Regions from separate parts of the Ovis aries genome. Here region 2 is linked to region 1. A link is a contact called in public Hi-C data. All regions are on one chromosome and are shown on one strand. The core of a region is the stretch at or near the end of the contact, and the rest is flanking DNA. Distances in the headings are between cores, read along the strand shown. Region 1 holds the start of LOC101106534 (ATP-binding cassette sub-family C member 4). Region 2 has its middle 490 kb from the start of TRNAG-CCC.

The links. Hi-C and Micro-C count contacts between places; a contact is called where the count stands out from the background.
Region 2: a Hi-C map of hypothalamus shows a contact between it and region 1, with 2.4 times the contacts expected there. The contact joins the enhancer-like site here to the promoter of LOC101106534 in region 1. A contact is called at or near these places in 4 of 16 Hi-C or Micro-C datasets (blood, hypothalamus, liver and 1 more).

What each region holds. Positions count from the first base shown.
Region 1 is chr10:70,261,655-70,264,993 of ARS-UI_Ramb_v3.0, reverse strand. LOC101106534 (ATP-binding cassette sub-family C member 4) reads left to right here and starts at 1,385. Exons shown (of 30, transcript XM_042254988.2): 1 at 1,385-1,597. The coding sequence starts at 1,524.
Region 2 is chr10:70,330,873-70,334,258 of ARS-UI_Ramb_v3.0, reverse strand. No RefSeq gene overlaps it. Among named protein-coding and RNA genes, the nearest start is that of TRNAG-CCC, 490 kb to the right of the region's middle. Within about 2 kb of position 1,483, at least 10 of the 54 cell types and tissues checked have an H3K27ac peak or open chromatin away from gene starts, as enhancers often do. A contact at or near this core is called in hypothalamus and liver, where this site is marked.

The DNA of each region.
Region 1 (3,339 bases), core at 136-2,635:
AAGACCTTGGGCAAGTTCTGTCCTTAAGCCTCATTTGTGAAATGGGATGATAATATGTAATTAGGGCATCCTTATAGCTAGAGTTGGCTTTCCAGGTGACTCAGTGGTAAAGAATGGGCCTGCCGATGCAGGAGACCTGGATCCTGACGATCCCCTGAAGGGAATGGCAACTCACTCCAGTAATCTTGCCTGGGTAAAGCCCATTGACAGAGGAGCCTGGAGGGCTGGCTACAATGTAGGAAGCACAGAGTCAGCCCCACCGTTGCGACTAAACAAAAAAAAAGTCAGGTCAGGTCCTCAGAAATGCGAACCAACTTGATATTTTGTGACATATGTCACTGTTAATCCACTAGGAACTGAGTACATGATGAAAGAAATCATAAGTGAGTCTCTCTCTCTGCAGATTCCCTTTTTCCAGTCTAAGCGTGTGCTTCAGTCCTGTCCGACAGTGTACCACGGTAAGGACTGTAGCCCCCCAGGCTCCTCTGTCCGCGGGGATTCTCCGGGCAAGAATACTGGCGAACTGGGGGCAACTGGGTTGCTATGCCCTCCTCCAGAGGATCTCCCGCACCCCGGGATCGAACCCCCATCCCCCGCCCGGTCTCTTAGGACTCCTGCTTCGGCAGGCGGATTCTTTACCAATAGCGCCACCTGGGAATCCCTCACAATCTAAAAGGGCAGCAAAACGCTCGCAGAGGTCCGTCCCTACACAATGCAGCAACACGAGATGCCAACAGCCTGTCCCCAGTGGCAACATTCACTCATCTTCCAAAATCGTTCTGAGTTCTTCTAATCTTGTTATTTTTCTTTGGCTCTTGACGCTCTGCAAACATAATCTGTGCTAAACCGTACTGTTGTCCCACATCAAAGGCTTGGCCGCAGGTCGGAGGACTTCCCAGAGGACCATAGTTTGGTACCAAGACGACAGGGTGCTTGGAGCTCCAACTGTTCACGCCTTCTGCCAGCTTTTCCAGGATATTTGCAAAACCGCAGTCGAAGGGGCGTTTCCGAGCAGCGGGGGGCGGGCATTCCGGCGCCTCCCCTCTCCACGTTCTGGGGCGGGGGGCGGGTACCGGGCTGGGAGCAATAACTAAGGCCGCGTTCGCAGCCAGGTGCGAGCACGTGGACGCCTAGGCGCTGAGCCCCGTGTGCCGGGCGGTGCGTTTACCCTCCTCCCTTCGCCTCGCACCTTCGCCCGCCTCCGGGCAACCTCAGCCCAGGCCAACTTTAGGCGCCGCCGGCGCCCCCGCTCGCGGCCTGTGGCTCTGGGCTCCCGGCGATCCGGCCGCGGAGCTTTGCCGGCGTCCTCCCGGCGGGCCCGGGAGGCGGCGCGGCCTTGGGAGGCGGGGACCCGGCGGGCCGCAGGCGCTCGGCTTCCGGAAGCCAGTGGTTCTCTGGCTCCCGCTGCGCGGACTGGCGCGGCGGCCTGAAGTCCAGCATCCCGGCCAACACCTCCCGGAGCAGCAGGCGGCACCGACGCCTCAGCGGCCGGATCTCAAACCGCGCTCGCCCCGGCCGGCAAGATGCAACCGGTGTACCCGGAGGTGAAGCCCAACCCGCTGCGGAACGCGAACCTCTGCTCGCGCGTGTTCTTCTGGTGAGCGCCCCGCCTGGGCTGTGATAACCCCGCCACCGTGGGGCGGGTACTGATGCCGCCTTCGCCTTTCGTGGGCAGAGGCGCTTTCCGCTCTCCCTCAGGCCGCCCGGCTTCTTGCCGCCGGTGGGGCCGCCCCGCGCCGGCCGCGTGGTCCCCGCCGGCTAGCCGGCTTGTGGGGGTGTGGGGAGCAGGCCGAGGAGGGGGACGTGGTCGCGGGGTCGCCGGCTATCCCAGTATATTTGTTCGCCGCTCTGGCAGCCTCCGGTTCCTGGAGCAGAGGGAGCAGCTGGAGCCGGAGGCGGAGAACCGAGGCTGCCCAGGGGGAGTCACCGCCCAGCCGGAGAATGGACCGGACCCTCCCCCCACCACCCCGCTGCCCCCCTCCACCCTACCCTTAGCCGGCTTCTCCAATACTGCTCTGGGAATTTGCTCTTCCGAGCTAGAGTTGCACTTTTTTTTCGTTTTTTTACCCCCGCTAAGCAAGCAGCTTATGAGCAGCTTCCTTTATGTAATTAGTGCCCTGGACCAATTGTCGTCTTCCAATAATGTCTCCATCTTTAACCATATTCCCTATGGGACGTCTGCCGGCCAGTTGCACCCGGCTAGACTGTGTCTGTGACCGTGTCTCTCTCCCTCCCTCCTTCTGTGTGTGTGCGTCTGGTACCTAATTAAGGCAAATTTGTAATGGGTAAAGAAACAATTTATATGTAATGAATGGGCACACTATTCTTGAACATGTTTTGCATTTACGTGGGACACACAGCGACGACTGGAGTATGTCTTTTGACTAACCGCTTTCCCTATTGTGAATATTTACCCTTCCACCTTTGAAGGCCACTCTGGGGTTGGGGTACTTGAAGCCTGTGGGGTCTTGTCCAGATCTCTAGCCTTCAGAGAAGCGATTTGTTATTCCTATAACGTCAGGCAGGGCAAGGAACTCTCCAAGACAGTTTTTGTGGATTTTAAAAATGTATGCCTGGAAATGGAAAGTGAGGACCTCATTGATTGTGGTAGACACCCATTTCCAGTTTTCCTGTGGGAGCAGATGGAGCTATTATCTTTTACATCTGAAGGTACTGAAGCATAGAGGTTGAGGAAGTTGCCTACATCACATGGTAAGTGGTGGAGTGGGATCCTGAACTAGGCAGTTTGACTTCTGAATCTGTGATTCCTGTGTGTGTAACTGTAGTTCTGTTAACTGTTCTGTTTAACCTGTAACTGTTGGTATGCTTGCTGCTGCTACTGCTAAGTCGCTTCAGACGTGTCTGACTCTGTGCGACCCCATAGACGGGGCCCCATTGTCTCTGGGATTCTCCAGGTAAGAACGCTGGAGTGGGTTGCCATTTCCTTCTCCAATGCATGAAAGTGAAAAGCGAAAGTGAAGTCGCTCAGTCATGCTGGACTCTTAGCGACCCCATGGACTGCAGCCTATCAGTTGGTATGCCTACTTGTTCCTAAATGCACAAAGAAGGCGATTCCAAACACACCTTTGTTCTTGTAGACAGTTCAGGTTCTTGCTGTGGGAGATGATGCATGTGAAACATCTATAATCAAGCTTTAGGGCGGCTTTTCTCAAAGTACAGCTCTCAGACCTGCAGCATCCTCCTCACCTGGGAGCCTGTTGTTCAGTCACTCAGTTGTGTCCGACTCTTTGCGACCCCATGGTGTGGAAGCACACCCGGCTTCCCTGTCCATATTCATCTCCCGCAGTTTGCTCACACTCATGTCCATCGAGTTCGTGA
Region 2 (3,386 bases), core at 234-2,733, 69 kb before region 1:
TGATGTAACCATTTTCGTTCCACTTTGTCTTGTGAGTTCTTTTCTCAATTTGGAATTACTGTGACGTTTGAGAGCCTATTGGCATACAAAGGTTTCCCGACACCTCACTGTTGTGTTTTCAAATAAGAATAAAGGAAAAGCAATCAGCACCGTCAGCAATGACTCCGTGTGAATGAGGAAATCCCATTTCCTTTGTCGAGAAGGAAATGGCAACCCACTGCAGTATTCTCGCCTGGAGAATCCCATGGACAGAGGAGCCTGCTGGGTGGGCTACAGCCCATGGGATCACAAAAAGTAGGACATGACTGCAGCGACTTAGCACGCACACATGAGTAATTTACAATATTAGTTTCACATGTACAACCTAATGATTCAATATTCTCATAGAATATGCTGAAATGACCTTAAAATTTTTCTGTCTTTAAGATACATATGCTTGTAATAGTTTCTAATATGTAAAGCATTGAAAGCTTGTCTACATATATATTTTTAATAAGACTGAGTAACAGGGACTTTCCTGTTGGTCCAGCGGTTGAGAGTCCACCTTGCAATACAAAAGACACTGGTTCGATGCCTGGGCTGGGAAGATCCCACATGCCACGGGGCAGCTAAGCCACAAATACTGGTTCTGCACTCTGGAGCCCACAGGGCGTAACCAGTGAACCCACAAGCCACAGCCACTGAAGCCCATGCAGCCGTGGCTTCACAGCAAGAGAAGCCACTGCAAGAAAAGAGAAGCCCTCGCTCTCTGCAACTAGAAAAAGCCAGCAGCAACAGAGGGCCAGCTCAGCCAAAAATAAATGAACAAATAAACTGAGTAACAACAAGGGAAAGCTCATGGGCATTTTCTCCCACTTAATTTTTTTTTTTTTAATTTTCACTCTGCTATTTTACCACTAAATATGGTGATTTGTGACTGTGAGCTCATGTTCCTTGCAAGTGCATTCATGGAAACGAAAGGGAAGGGAGAGAGGGAGAGAGGGAGAGGAAAAACGATGAACACAGCTTAGCTTGGAAGCTGCTGCTGCTGCTGCTGCTAAGTCACTTCAGTCGTGTCCGACTCTGTGCGACCCCACAGACGGCAGCCCACCAGGCTCCCCCGTCCCTGGGATTCTCCAGGCAAGAACGCTCGAGTTGGGTTGCCATTTCCTTCTCCAATGCATGAAAGTGAAAAGTGAAAGGGAAGTCGCTCAGTCGTGTCCGACTCTTAGCGACCCCATGGACCGCAGCCTACCAGGATCCTCTGTCCATGGGATTTTCCAGGGAAGAGTACTGGAGTGGGGTGCCATCGCCTTCTCCGAAGAGCAGTGTATTAAGACTTCGTGGGAGGCGAAAGTGGTTCAGGGGGTGGAGTTCGGAATACAGTGAGCAGGGGAGGAGTGTGCCCTCTGCCGGCAGCTGCTGAGTGGTGCAGAGAACAGCACGTCCGGATGGAGCCTCGGGCATTCAGCGCATTGTGCTGACTTGTCCCCTAGAACAAGAAGTTCTCTTTTGCAGGCAATGTGATGGCAAGATAGGGTAGAAACAGGAACTGCTGGGCATCTGACAAGAGATTACCGTTTGACTGTGGGAAATAGGAATTCACTGACTTTCCTCCACCCTCCTCGACACCAACCAAAAGCTGAAAACCTGTAACTATTTATGTCCTGGGAGTGAACGGATTCACAGAACACAGGCAGGACGTGGGTACTAAAGCATTTCAGTAGTGTCCAACTCTGCGGGACCCTGTGGACCCTGGAGCCCGCCAGGCTCCCCTATCTATGGGATTCTTCAGGCGAAAATACTAGAGAGGGCTGTCAAAAGGGGATCTTCCCGACCCAGGGATGGACCCTGCCTCTCTTAAGTCTCCTGCATTGGCAGACGGGTTCTTCACACACTAGGGCCCCCTGGGGACACAGGCCATTCAGTGCTAAAACTTGGACCATCTGAGCAAACCAAAAGTGTTCATCACCCTGTTCTCAGTGTCCTTGTCTCTCTGGGAATAAAAATAACAACAGATGACATTTATTTAGCACTTTCTTTGTGCTCTATGTATCTTATGTCATAATCCTCACACCAACTTAGGAGGAAGGTATTTCTGAGGTAATAAAATTTATGAGCCTGGAAGAGTTCACAGATTTCCGACCCCCGCCCCACTAAAGAAAAGTCTATAAAGACAGCTCTACTCACAGCACCCCGCTGCCATCCCTGTAGTGAGTGTTCCATCATTCACACTGGCTATTTCTAATGTTTCTGTCTTTGCAAACTTAATGCTCCCCTCCTTTTCTTTTCTATGATTAATTACAATGGATTCCTCCCTCCACCCATACCTGCATTTGCCTTTTGAATTTCAGGAAGCCTTGCAAAAGATCAACAACCTTTAAAATGTGGTATCTTTTAGGAATTTTGACAATGAGATAGAGAACAAAGTTTGGAAGAATTCTTACAGAGAAATCAACCCTTCTCCGTCCCCATTCCTGCCACCCGCCACAGGGGTGAGAACAGGCTTCTGCCCCCAAACATTTGTAGACTCCCCCACATAGCGTTTCTTTCAGCTTTCTTTCTATGTTCTAAGCTTTATGTCAGAAAGAAGACTTTACCATGTATTTACATCTGAAAATAAGTCAAAATGCATAAGATTCTGGCAGGCAAAGTTAGATATAATAATTACTTATAGACAGAATTGTTTACTTAATTTTTATTGCCAGTTATTAAGTATTTGGAAGAATCTTTTTTTTTTTTTCTGGGACGAATCTTTGACAACACTCTAATTAAGCCCTGGAATCGATATTTTCCAAAAGAGGTAAATATTGATGTCTTTAAGTTCTTTTAAAAATCCAGTTTAAAATTTCTTTGACTGATAAGAAGATAAGTTGTTCACTTTAAATTGCAGGGTTTCAGGGGGTGGTCGGAGGGAGGCTCAAAAGGGAGGGGATATATGTATAATTGTGACAGATTCACATTGTTGTATGGCAGAAACTAATACAACACTGTAAAGCAATTATCCTCCAATTAAAAATAAATATAATAAAACAATTAATTGCTGGATTTCCTTTTTTTGTTGTTGTTCTCACCCCAAAGCTTGTGGGATTTTAGTTTCCTGACCAGGGATTGAACTTGGGCCCATGGCAGTGAGAGAACCAACTGCCAACCACTAGACCTCCAGGGAATCCCCTGGGTTTCCATTTTAAATGTAGAACCAGGCACATATTTTCTGAAAAATCAACTCACAGCTTGATGAAAAATATAACGTATTAAGACAGGAGGTTATCAGACAACATATTTACTTGACTCACTAAAATGATGTATAAAATATCTTGTTCTGTTGCTTTTTGTCTGTTGACACTTTTAAGACTCTTCCGTGTTGCTCAGAGCACAGCTAATGACTCTAACCTAAGTCACAGTGT